Linked DNA regions of Capra hircus: region 1 is linked to region 2. The links are chromatin contacts, called in public Hi-C maps. All regions are on one chromosome and are shown on one strand. Each heading gives the region's core, a stretch centred on a gene start, on an enhancer-like site or on the middle of the called end of the contact. The rest is flanking DNA. Distances are from core to core; before and after follow the strand shown. Region 1 holds the start of CHRM4 (muscarinic acetylcholine receptor M4). Region 2 overlaps AMBRA1 (activating molecule in BECN1-regulated autophagy protein 1).

Evidence for each region. A called contact is a pair of places that touch in the nucleus more often than the background predicts.
Region 1: a contact with region 2 is called in a Hi-C map of blood, with 5 times the contacts expected there. The contact joins the promoter of CHRM4 here to the enhancer-like site in region 2. A contact is called at or near these places in 2 of 5 Hi-C or Micro-C datasets (blood and liver).

What each region holds. Positions count from the first base shown.
Region 1 is chr15:6,595,920-6,602,328 of ARS1.2, forward strand. CHRM4 (muscarinic acetylcholine receptor M4) reads left to right here and starts at 3,094. Exons shown (of 1, transcript XM_005690149.3): 1 at 3,094-5,972. The coding sequence starts at 3,106. The coding sequence ends at 4,668. It overlaps MDK (midkine), which reads right to left. Exons shown (of 5, transcript XM_018059158.1): 5 at 5,948-6,322. The coding sequence ends at 6,297.
Region 2 is chr15:6,464,269-6,470,211 of ARS1.2, forward strand. All of the region lies in intron 7 of AMBRA1 (activating molecule in BECN1-regulated autophagy protein 1), which reads left to right. Among named protein-coding and RNA genes, the nearest start is that of TRNAW-CCA, 27 kb to the left of the region's middle. Within about 2 kb of position 4,628, at least 2 of the 5 cell types and tissues checked have an H3K27ac peak or open chromatin away from gene starts, as enhancers often do.

The DNA.
Region 1 (6,409 bases), core at 1,844-4,343, 130 kb after region 2:
AAAGTATTTGCCTAGACCTGTCTGCAGCTGGCCGCTTCCCCAAGCAGGTCCAGGGCAAGGAGTAAACCCTTGGCCACCTGATTGGAGACAAGCTGTTCAGATGGAGGTAAGAGATCTGTTTTTCTCTGGGAAAGCTAAGAGAGGGAGCCCACAGGGAATGAGAAGAGACCCTACACCCAGGCCTCCCCAGATCCACCCCGGTGCTGTGTGCTCAGTCGGTCGTGTCCGACTCTTTGTGACCCCGTGGACTGTAGCCTGCCAGGCTCCTCTGTCCATCAGGATTCTCCATGTAAGAATACTGGAGCGGGTTGCTTTTCCTTCTCCAGGGGATCTTCCCAACCTTGGTATTGAACTCCTGTCTCTGGTGTCTCCTATATTGCAGATGGATTCTTTTAACCGCTGAGCCACCTGAGGCAGGATAGAGTAGAGGCAGGAAAACAAGAGGCTGTTGTAGCACCTGGGGGTTAAGGTGGCTCCCGGGCTCTAATTCTGCCCCCACCCCTCCTTACACACTGGGTAACTTTAGGCAAGTTAATTCACATCCTCGCGTGTAAGAAGATACCTCAGTAAGATGAAGACACTTATAGCACCTGCCTTTTTCGGCTGCTGTGAGGATTAAGCCCGATAATCTATATAAAAAGCTCAGAGGGATCCCTGACTCATAGTTCACACTCAATAAACAAGAGCTATTATGTGATTCCTGTTTGGTACCTCCATCTCCATTCCTATCTCACTGGCCTGTGTCTGGACCCTGGCGGGGGGCTGGGGGGGGAGGTCTAAGGCGAGGGTTTCCTTGAGGCTGGTGGATGAACCATTCCTGTCTAGCCCTCGCCAGCCAGCCTGCACGTGCCTATAGAAGGCAGCCTCCCCAGGCCGGGTGCCTCTGCCTCCTGTCTCGCCCAGAAGGTGGTGCCCAAGCTTCTATTTTGGAGTCTGAGCATGGTACTTGGTCTTTGCCCTTGACTCTTCTGCCACCTTGGGGGTGGCACTACCCTGCTCTGAGCCTCTCCTGTGAACTAAGGATTTGGGTGTGAGGATTGAAACTGCCAGGCCAGGAGGCTGGGGCTGTGAAGGTGGCTGACTGAAGCCGGGCTTGGAGGGGAGGGCGGGTGCAGGGGGGTCACTCTGGCACCTGGTTCCAGCCTCCAGTGCATAATCGTGCTGGAGAGGCAGTTGAGGTGCTGACCCGCATCGCTGCCAGGAGGGAGGCTGTCCCAGGACAGGCAGCCTCTCTCTCTACTTTGCAAAGGAGCCCGGGAGGGGAAGGGAGGCAAGGTGGCTTGCGCATGGCCGCCCAGCTAAGACCCTGGGAGCCTGGGCTGTGGGGCGCGGGCTCCTTCCTCCACACCCCGCTTCCTCCGCCTCTCTCTCACACAGACGCACAGAACTACGTATATACGCCAGGGAGCTGTGGGGCTGGCGGGGCTGTGATGGGCCCGTGTGCGTGTGTAATGGTGCGCGTGTTGGCGGGTGTGAAGGAGGCTGGGCTGAACGGCTGCCCTGGCACAGCGCGCTGGGCGTGGGCCTCCCTCACACGGAGGGAGAGGTGGTGGGGGGATGCGGAGAGGCTTCAGGGAGAGGCCCCAGGCTTGGGGGCCTCCGGCAAGGGCACCCAGTGGGCACTGGCAGGCGAGGGGCACCCTCGGGGGCTGGCCACGGGCGCCCCTGCCGCAGCCCCTCTGGGCCACTCGCTCCCCCTTCGGGTTCCCATCGGGCACTGGCCCCTGGGAAGCCCTTGGAGTCTCGCCTCAGTGGACGGGCCCTTTGGGCTTCTGGTTCTTCACAAACAGACCCCATCTGCCCTTGCGCTGCACCCCCACGCCCTGGGGATGGGGGGGTGCTCCGGGAGGGGCTGCCGCAGTGGCACTGTCCCCTCCTCGTTGAATTTCCGGTTCCACGCCACCTGCTCCGTGATCAGGTCAGGTCACCTCTGGGACTACTGGCTCCTGTGGCTCTTTGGGGCTCCCTCTGCCAGATCCCTTAGCTCTGGGACAGCACCATGAGCTGCAGGAGCTATGGAACCTTGGGCAGGTTATGGCCTCGGTTTCTTCATCTGTTAGTAAGAAATAACAATGTCCTCCCTGGCAGTCGAGTGGTTAAGACTCCGTGCTTCCACTGCAGAGGGTGTGGGTCTGATCCCTAGTCAGGGAACTAAGATCCCACATGCCATGCCCCATGACCGATAAACAAATAACAGCGTCTACTTCCTAGGTTTGTTGTGACGATGAAATGAATGAATACTTACAAAAAGCATAGAAAGTGCTTGGTAGACAATGCACATTAGCTGGTAGTATATATTCTTGCCTCTGTCCCCAGTGCCTTCTGTAGGGATTAGTGGGCAAGTCCCGCTGGAACGTTTGGTTAAGAAGTGACCAAGTTCAAGAGGGAAGGGACATACGTGTACCTAATGCTGATTCATGTGGGTGGATAGCAAAAAACCAGCACAATATTGTGATTATCCTCTAATTAAAAAAACATTTAAAAATCTAAAAAAAGAAAAAGAAGTGACAAAGAGGGTGAATGAAGGAATACCTTTGACCTGAGCCACGCGCTGGTGTCAGGACCACCTTTGCCCCCACCCCTCCACCCATACTGGCCTCCTGTCCATGCGTCGCACGTGCCTCTGGGCCTCAGCTCCGCCATCGCCCTCGCCGAGGCCGCTCTCTGCAGCTCTGACTGCCCATCCCCTCTCTGACTCATTTTCTGTCACCTGCCCTTGTTTTCATTCTAGCGCTTTTTCGTTGCTCATGTGTATGTATGTCTCCCCTGATCGGGATGTGAGCTTCATGAGAGTGGAAGGCTGCGTGTGTCTCCTTCACGTCTGTAACCCCAATGCCTACAACAGCACTTGCACAGAGTTCTGTTCAGTTCAGTCGCTCAGTCGTGTCCGACTCTTTGTGACCCCACGGACTGCAGCACGCCAGGCCTCCCTGTCCATCACCAACTCCCGGAGTTTACCCAAACTCACGTCCATCAAGTCAGTGATGCCATCCAGCCATCTCATCCTCTGTCGTCCCCTTACACAGAGTAGGCACCCAGGAAATGCCGCGTGAGTGGAGACAGGAGGAAGTGATGGGACCGGGTTCTCTAAGGTTCTGCAGGACGATGTTGCTCCTCTATCCCCTTGACTCCAGGGCACCCCACCTCCTGCCTCTCATGCGCTTCAGCAGTTCACCCCCTTCCTCTTTTGTTCCAGACACTGTCCGCCCACTGCCACTATCCAAAATGGCGAACTTCACCCCGATCAACAGCAGCTCAGGCAACCAGTCTGTGCGCCTGGTCACGTCAACCCATAACCGCTATGAGACGGTGGAGATGGTGTTCATTGCCACGGTGACAGGCTCCCTGAGCCTGGTGACGGTCGTGGGCAACATCCTGGTGATGCTGTCCATCAAGGTGAACAGGCAGCTGCAGACGGTCAACAACTACTTCCTCTTCAGCCTGGCCTGTGCCGATCTCATCATAGGCGCTTTCTCCATGAACCTCTACACCGTGTACATCATCAAGGGCTACTGGCCCCTGGGCGCCGTGGTCTGTGACCTGTGGCTGGCCCTGGATTACGTGGTGAGCAACGCCTCCGTCATGAACCTGCTCATCATCAGCTTCGACCGGTACTTCTGCGTCACCAAGCCCCTCACCTACCCCGCCCGGCGCACCACCAAGATGGCAGGCCTGATGATCGCCGCCGCCTGGGTGCTGTCCTTTGTGCTCTGGGCGCCTGCCATCTTGTTCTGGCAGTTTGTGGTGGGCAAGCGGACGGTGCCCGACAACCAGTGCTTCATCCAGTTCCTGTCCAACCCCGCAGTGACCTTCGGCACGGCCATCGCCGCCTTCTACCTGCCCGTGGTCATCATGACGGTGCTCTACGTCCACATCTCCCTGGCCAGTCGGAGCCGAGTTCACAAGCACCGGCCCGAAGGCCCGAAGGAGAAGAAGGCCAAGACCCTGGCCTTCCTCAAGAGCCCCCTGATGAAGCAGAGCATCAAGAAACCGCCGCCCCAAGGAGACGCCACCGCTCGGGGCGAGCTGCGCAACGGGAAGCTAGAGGAGGCTCCTCCGCCCGTGCTGCCGCCGCCGCCACGCCCCATGGCCGACAAGGACACCTCCAATGAGTCCAGCTCGGGCAGTGCCACCCAAAACACCAAGGAACGCCCACCCACAGAGCTGTCAACCACAGAGGCCACCACGCCGGCCACACCCGCACCCCCCCTCCAGCCACGGACCCTCAACCCGGCCTCCAAATGGTCCAAGATCCAGATTGTAACGAAGCAGACAGGCAATGAGTGTGTGACAGCCATCGAGATCGTGCCTGCCACACCAGCTGGCATGCGCCCGGCGGCCAACGTGGCCCGGAAGTTTGCCAGCATCGCCCGCAGCCAGGTGCGGAAGAAGCGGCAGATGGCGGCCCGGGAGCGCAAGGTGACTCGGACCATCTTCGCCATCCTGCTGGCCTTCATCCTCACCTGGACGCCCTACAACGTCATGGTCCTGGTGAACACCTTCTGCCAGAGCTGCATCCCCGAGACCGTGTGGTCCATCGGCTACTGGCTCTGCTATGTCAACAGCACCATCAACCCAGCCTGCTATGCCCTCTGCAACGCCACCTTTAAAAAGACCTTCCGGCACCTGCTGCTCTGCCAGTATCGGAACATCGGCACTGCCAGGTAGGCAGGCAGGGTGCCACTGGAGGTTCTGGCGCGGGTGCGGGCGAGTGCGTGGCTCGGCTGATGTCCAGGAGATTTGGAGGCGCTTCTCAGTGTTCACGTTCTCCGGAGAGAACTGAGGTCCCCGAGACCCCGTGAGGCTCAGAAGAGGCTCTGGCTGGATTCCGAGACCAGGTCTCTGCTCAGGCTGAGGAGGATCAGCCCCAGAAGGTGACTGAGCTGGACGGTCTGACCCATCTCTGTTGTCCTGCCTCAGGGAGCTGGGGGGCACTGGCCTACATGGGCACCTTGCCCCACTGTGACTGGCCGGCATGGCTGAAAGAAGGGACATCTGGAAGGGAGCAGAGCCTCCTTTGGGAGGAGCAAGAGGGCCAGTGGTCGGGAAAGGAGACTCAGGAAGGGAATGGAAGGGGAGGGACCCCTATTCTGCTGTAACCGGTGCTTTCTGCCCCCAACACCCCCGCATGTAGGCTCCGCCCCTCCTTCTAAATACCACTCCAGGGGCAGGGACTCCCCTTGCTGCAGCTACTCAGCCAGGCTCTGGTTGGGTGGGTGTGGGGGGTGGGCTGGCTGGAAGCCAGGCAGAGTGGGCTCTGAACATACCCCTTATAGCACGCCCGGTCACATTTAGGATGGGCCAGTGGGGAGATCAGGGGTTCACTCAGAAACTGGGGTCCACCACCTCCCACCCTAGGCTGAGCTGAACGGTTCCATCCTTCTGTGAAGTTGTCCCTCCCCAAGGAGGGGGCTTGTCCCGGGTCACATGTAGTGAAGGTGGGACTGCGAGGGGTATTCACACTGGCCTCTGCAGAGTATGAGGGACGCTCCAGTGGGTCACCAGGGAGAAACCCTCAGGTTGGGTGGATTTGACCCCAACAGTCTTCCTTGATGGGAGTGGGGGGAATGGGCAGGGCTGGAGGGCAAGCTACCCCCACCTCTCTTCTCTCAAGATAGAACCTTCTGGATTGGCAGGGGCTGGACCCAAAGATCCTGAATCTGGGGAAACTGAGATGGAGGAGTCAGTCCTATCGCCCCCGGGTTCCCTCCCCACCCCTGGCCTGGCCCCTGGAGAAACAGGACTGAAGGGCTCAGGGGACTTGACCGGGGGAACCCTTCCAGGGGTCAATAGGGGCCCCTGGTAGAAATTTTCATAACCATTCTTTCTCCATGAGCTCTGGGAGGCACTCACCGCCAAGCCCCCAAACCCCCGAAAGCCACCATTCCCTCCAGCCCTCTCCTCCATTCTCCCACCTCCAACAAATCACCACAGCAAACTCCCTGGGAAGGGGCTTTTATATATTAAAAGAAAAGCTTTTATTGGGGACAAAAAGATATTTATTTTATTTATTTCTTAGTAATGGCATCAGTTGGAAGAAAAAGAAAAGTGGGTACAGGGGAATCAAATCCCTTGGCGAGGGGCGGGGGTGCTCAAGCTGCCCAGAATCTGTTGTCCCTCCCCACTTTGGGCACTTGGGGTGATATGGGCAAGTGAAAGGGAAGAAGCAGGGCATGATTGATAAAGCTAACGAGGAGGAAGAAGGCACTGGTGGGTAACATCTTGAGCCTGTGGAGGGAGGGCGTGGGCCGGGCCTCCGAGTGAAGCCGGGGCTCCTTGGCATCTGGGCCTGGCCGCTAGTCCTTTTCCTTCCCTTTCTTGGCTGTAAAACAAGAAAGAAACACTGCATTAGCAGGGTTCGGGTGACCCAGTGGAGACCCCCCCACCCTTCCCTGCAGCTCGCACATTA
Region 2 (5,943 bases), core at 3,378-5,877:
TGTCCTTCACTATCTCCCAGAGTTTGCTCAAACTCATATCCATTGAATCGGTGATGTCTTAGGTCGGAAATATTTACTATAAAATTCTGTGTTCTGAGAACAGATGTCTTTTGATCTGTACTTTTTTCTTATGATAGATGAAGACTCGGGGGAAGACATGGTTATAAGCTTAGAATTTGACCCAGACCCTAGAAGGTTAGAATTGAAAGTCTTCATTAGATTTCTGTGTTGTTGTTGTTGTTGTTGTTGTAAGACTTTTGCGAGGGGATTGCTTTGTTAGAGCAGCCTGAAACCTCTTGAGGCTTCATGAGCCAACAACGTGCTTAACCCCGTAGTCTCTCAGCACTGGTCACATGGAGATTCTCCTTGGAGCTGCAGCAGAATGTCATTGATGGAGGGAAATACATGAATGGCTATGTTCATGGGGCTAGTCCTGGGTCCACAAGAGGCAGGAGGCAGACGAGAAATTAGGAAAGTACCGGGCTTCTCAGTCTGATTGTAACATATGCAGGGGTTCACCTCAAGTAGTTTTGTGCCACTGACCTGAGTCTGCACGGTTTCATATATCCAAAATCAAGCAACAACAGACTCAGCTTATTCAGAGCCTAACCCAGAGGCCTCTTTTCCTTTGTGAAACCTTCTCTGACTGCCCCAGATAATCACTTTCTCCCCTTTGCTGTTTGTGTCCGGACATAGAACCTTCCTTGTAGTGTCACGGCCATGACAGAGAAGCATGTCAGCGAGCTCCCTAAAGGCAGTGATTGTGCCTTACCCCTTACTGTACCTAGGTAGTATCTGGCACACAGTAGGTGCTCAATAAATGGAATTCAAGTTGTCGAATGGAAGTTACATCCTCTGTGATTCAGTATGCAGTGTATATCCTTTTTGGCTTTCTTAGTTAAAGGAGGGGAAAAAAATCATTATATCACACCCTTAGTCTCCTGGAGGGTCGTCGGCTCAGTGAGTGCTTGTTGGATAAACCAAGTGGCGTGACCAGAGTTGTGCATGGTGAAGACACCGTCTGTAACTTGACTCAGGTGCCCTGGGATTTGTTCTCTGCTATCCCGCCACGGAGCCGTGTCTCCAGCCTGTGTGTTGCCAGCGCTGAGGCCTCTTGGCAGTCTTTGGCACCCGGTCTGCTGTCCTTCAGGCGGGCCGTGCTCACCTCCCCAGCTGCACACTCGGTACAGGACTCGGGCCCCTCCTAAGTCGTGGTGTTGGAGCTGCGCGGCGTCTCAGCGCTGTCAGTGTCCCCGCCAGCCAGTGCTTGCGTTGTTTTTCTCCCTGAATACTCTGCAGTCTCAGAGATGGAGTACTCGATCTTGACCAAGTTCAAATTAGATGCGAATGAGCCAAATTAGATGTGAAGGCTCCGTTGCCCGTTTTTGCTTTAAGTTTTCTTTTCGTTTTCTGTGGAAAGCTTGCACTGGTTGTGCTTGGAAGTTGGATGTTTGGGGACTGAGGAAAATGGGTTCTCTCATCTTTTTTTTTTTAATTATTCTGTTTTGGGGGAGTCTGAGCATTATTAAACTGAACCCTTTTTTCTTTTAGTTTTGAAATGACTTTAGGTTTTGTGTTGTTTCCTGGGGGCAGAGTCCTTATATTAAGAAAGAGTTTCGCTTTACCTCTGATTATGCCCCTAAAAATTTGGTGGACTTGTCTTTGATAGTCAAATTAAAATAAGCCCTTCCTAACTTTTGAATTATTACTCAGAAGTTTAGGATTTGAGGATGATGAATAGAGGAGAATTCACCAAGGGAATTTAATATCTGAATGGGCAAATCTTGACTTGGTCCTTCTGGAGAAAGAGAACCAGGTTTTGAGAAATCAAAAAAGCTGATGGTGGAATTAAGCAGCTTAGTTTTACGAGAGTAAGGGAAGCTAGGGGAAGATAAACCCAGGCCCTAAAGGAGGAGGCTCCTGTGAGGGAGCATGGGTCTTTTTATATAACCCTGGGTTGGTGAAATAGTTATTCTGGTCAATTTATTCATTCATAAATTGACAAATATTTGCTAAGTACCTGTGGGCTGTACTATATATTATTTAAACACCAGCGTCGAGTCTCTTAGTCTAATGGGAGAAAGTAAACACATAAATAAGATAGCTAGTATACCAGGTGGTGGTAAATTCTATGGAGAAAAATATTTTAAAATGTAGGGGTTTCTAGGGTGGAAGTATGCAGCATTAAATGGGGTCATCAGAGGAAGTCTGGTAAGGTGACATTGGAGCAGACACCTCTTCCTTTAGGCAAGCAAGGGAGAAACCTCTGTAGAGATGGGGGCAAGGACGTTCTCGGCAGAGAAGGACAAGTCAAATTCCCTGAAACGCTTGGCTGGAGCACAGCGAAGGATGGCGTGATAGAAGATGAAGTTAGAGAGGTAATGGGGACCAGATTATGTGGGCCTTCTAAGCCATTTAAGGGATTTTACATCTTACTCTGGGAGATTTGGGAAGCCTTGGGAAGTGGAGTTGCATGATCTTATATTTTAAAAGGGTCTCTGTGGCTGCTGATTGACAGTAGACTGAAGAGGCTCTGCTAAATAGGGTAAATTAAAGTTAGGCCAGCAGCACACACTTTGAGATTAATTTGTGTCTGTATTTTGTGGTGAAAACCTGAAGGCGGGAGTCAGTCATTGTGTCAGAATTAGAAGGACCTTAAATGTTTGGATGAGAGTTGCCAAATAAATAAAGAAATAAAGCCTCTTGGCAGGCATATTATCTGCAACGCCTCACCCCCATTCCCCAGCCATGACAGCATGTTATTAAAACTGAGAAGGGGAGAGCCTGAAAGCTTTATAGTGAGCAAGGGATCATAAATGCAAATTGTGAGATGCCTGGCTTTTTTTTTTTTTTTTTGCTCACAAAACTAATACGAATTCGTTTGTAACAATTCAAACATAAAAACGTGTGATTTATCTATCTATAGTACATATCCTTTGCCATGCTAACCACTGTTAACAACTTGTGTGTTAACTTCGGAATTTTTTTCTATGCAAATGAAAACACATTTTTCTTTATTTATAAAAATGGGATCATACTGTCTACTATCCCACCATTTACATATTTCACTTAGTGTGTCATGGACATTTTTCCGTGTTGATGTGTCTGGATGTGGTGCATTCTTTTTAACAGTGGTATAGTATTCCCACGATCGCGTGCACCCTGATTAAGACCCCTGTTGAGGGAGTCTGCGTTGTTTCTGGGTTTGTGCACAGAGGCAGTGCTGCAGCATCTTTGTGGACTTGTGCAGGCGCCTCTAGAGGAGAATGCATTTTCAGAGCCTCCGTCGCTGGGGCTGAAGCGTTGAACATTGTTAATGGCAATTGAAAATTAATTCTATTTATTACTACTAATTTAAAACATATAAAATAATATTTTCTGTTTTAGTGAACATAATTTCGTAGATATTCGTAAATTCATAGATAGGGCTTTTAATCCTGTGGTCCCCACCCCCCCGCCCCACCCCTCCCTTCCCATAAAGTCTTAAATTTCTTAGCAGTAAATCCTACCACTGGGTTTTTCAGGAGTCTGATCCTCCAAGTTGAGAATGACTTCTGTGTGGTTTTTTTTATTCTCAACATCTGCCACCCGGAGGTGTTCTGTGCTTTTCTTCTCCAGCAGCCGTGTATGGGGGAGACATAACCTTGGTTTTGTCTTTGACATTCACTTGACTTACTGGCTCTGGGTCACCGAGTCTTCCTGGCCTTGCTAAATGATCCAAAGAATCCGGATATCTGTTGCCCATCATGAGGTGGTAGCATTTAGATATTTATTTGTTTTCAGGGATGGTTAAAACCCATTTCTCTCTTTGGCAATTTGAGGGTGAGGATAGAGTAGAAGAGATGGTGGCCATTGCTGTTAATCTTTTCCCCTTTCTCTGCTCATCTGCCCAACCAAGTCACATTGTATTTGAGCCTCTGAATTCTGAGTGATCCCTGGTTGTGTCTTGTATATCAGGGATTGGGACGTTTTCTGTGAAGGGCAAGCTTGTAAATATTTCAGGCTCTGCGTAGGCCATATGGTCTCTGCCGCAAATGCTGAACTTTGCCATTGTAGCACAAAAGTAGCCACAGACAGTATGGAAGTGAATGAGTGTGGCTCCGTGCCAGCAAAAGCTTCACTTATGGACACAAATGCGATTTTTATATAATTTTCACATGTCATGAAATAGTCTTCCTTTGATGTTTTTCAGCTATTTAAAAATATAAAAGCCATTCTTAGCACATGGGCTGTACAAAAACAGGCAGCAGGCCAGATTTGGCCGACAGGCTGTGGCTTGCCAATCCTTGCTTATGTGAACATGACTTGGAATGGAAGAGAGTCAGGTGCTATGGTAATAAAAGGCGTTATGATAATGAGAGTCCCGGAAGAGGTAGGTCGTGGGCTCTCGCACTTATTCCCTCTGTCTGTACTTTGGACTGGATGTCCTAAGTACTTGCTCTTGTGAGATTTCTTTGACGGCTTAAGTGCAGGAAGAATTTCTTTGTTTCCTCTGCTCTCTGCCCGGAAGCAAGGTTTTCTAACCTTGCTCCATATCTATCTTGGGAATCGCTGGCAAGTGAGGAGGCTTGCCCTGGTGTTGGGGAGGGTGTGAGCCTCCAGGTCGTCCAGGCAGAGTCGGCTCCACAGACAGCCCTTCCCCCACTGTAGGTCAGATCGGCACCTGTTGGGCTGATGTAAATTATCCCCCGCCACTCCTTTCTCTGGGGCTGCGTGCTGTAGGGAAGGCTGTGTGCTTTGTAGATGCACATGGAGAACCTGAAGAGATGTAATCGCTTCTGCCAGTTTGGAGTGTTGGAGTGCTGCAGGGGCTCAGGTGGGATCTGTATGTGTACTGCAAAATCCGTTTGGAGTGGTTTCCCATGTACTCATTTACCCCCTTCGGGTCCCCTTCTCTCCTGGATCTGTGCAGAGCAGTGCCCTAAAGGATGCGTTGGAGGTTTTGCTGAAGACGGTAACACCAGGTGTACGGGGTTCTGTTTGCATGATGTATTTTGCTTATTGTAATCGGTCCCAGCCCATTAGGGCTGTGCAGGTAGCTTCGCCCCCTCCTCTTGGACTTCTTATATATTTATGGGGTGGAGGTGGGGGGAGTTCCAGTTACATCTTCTTCTGCTCCTTCTTGGAAGCATCTGACAGTGTGTTCACATGAGCACATTTGGTTCTAGTGGGTGGGTCTGTAACATTTGCCCAGAGATTGCAGAATAGCCTTCAGGTACATTTGTTTGGCATTCACACTATTACTAAAAATTTCATTTTTTTCTACATAAATCCAGATTTCTGGATTCTGTAGGTGAAAAAAACACAAAAATGGACCTCATCCATTTCCGTTTCCTGCTTAATTCCAGTTTTGTGTTGGTTCCCACTGCGTTAATTAGCTAGTCTTAAATTCCCTACCGCTTAGCTCCACCAGGGGGAGACACTGGACGTGGTAGGACTCCTCTACCCCACCCCTCCTGCCTAATTCACCCACCTAGGGCGCCCCTGCTGGCTGTAGGATGACATGCCGACAACCTCCTCACCTGAGAAACTGCCTGACTTTTTTTAATAGCAACAATTAATAAACTCCTCCTCTGTTTCCAAAGAGGGAAAGTGGGGGTGCCAGGCTCATTTGCTGACTGGGACACAGTTGAGTGCGCGGATCTCTGTCATGTCAGATTATGCAGTATGAAAGGAACCGTCCTTTAATGATGGACTTGTGTAAAATCTTGGACAAGACTGTCTGCACCTCTCCCTGTGAGCAGAGCGCCTTGGACAGAGGCGTGGGTTTCAGTGACGAGGTCGTTGATTTGGATGTCAACCTGCCAGAGCATTAAAATCGAGTTAGGAGCAGGAGTAGAAGATGTAATGATAAAGGAGTCAAAGGCGGAGAGAGTGGCAGTGTCGTGGAAGGAGAGCTGCAGCTTGTTAGCCTTGTGTCCTTTTCCTTTGCTGCATCGCAGA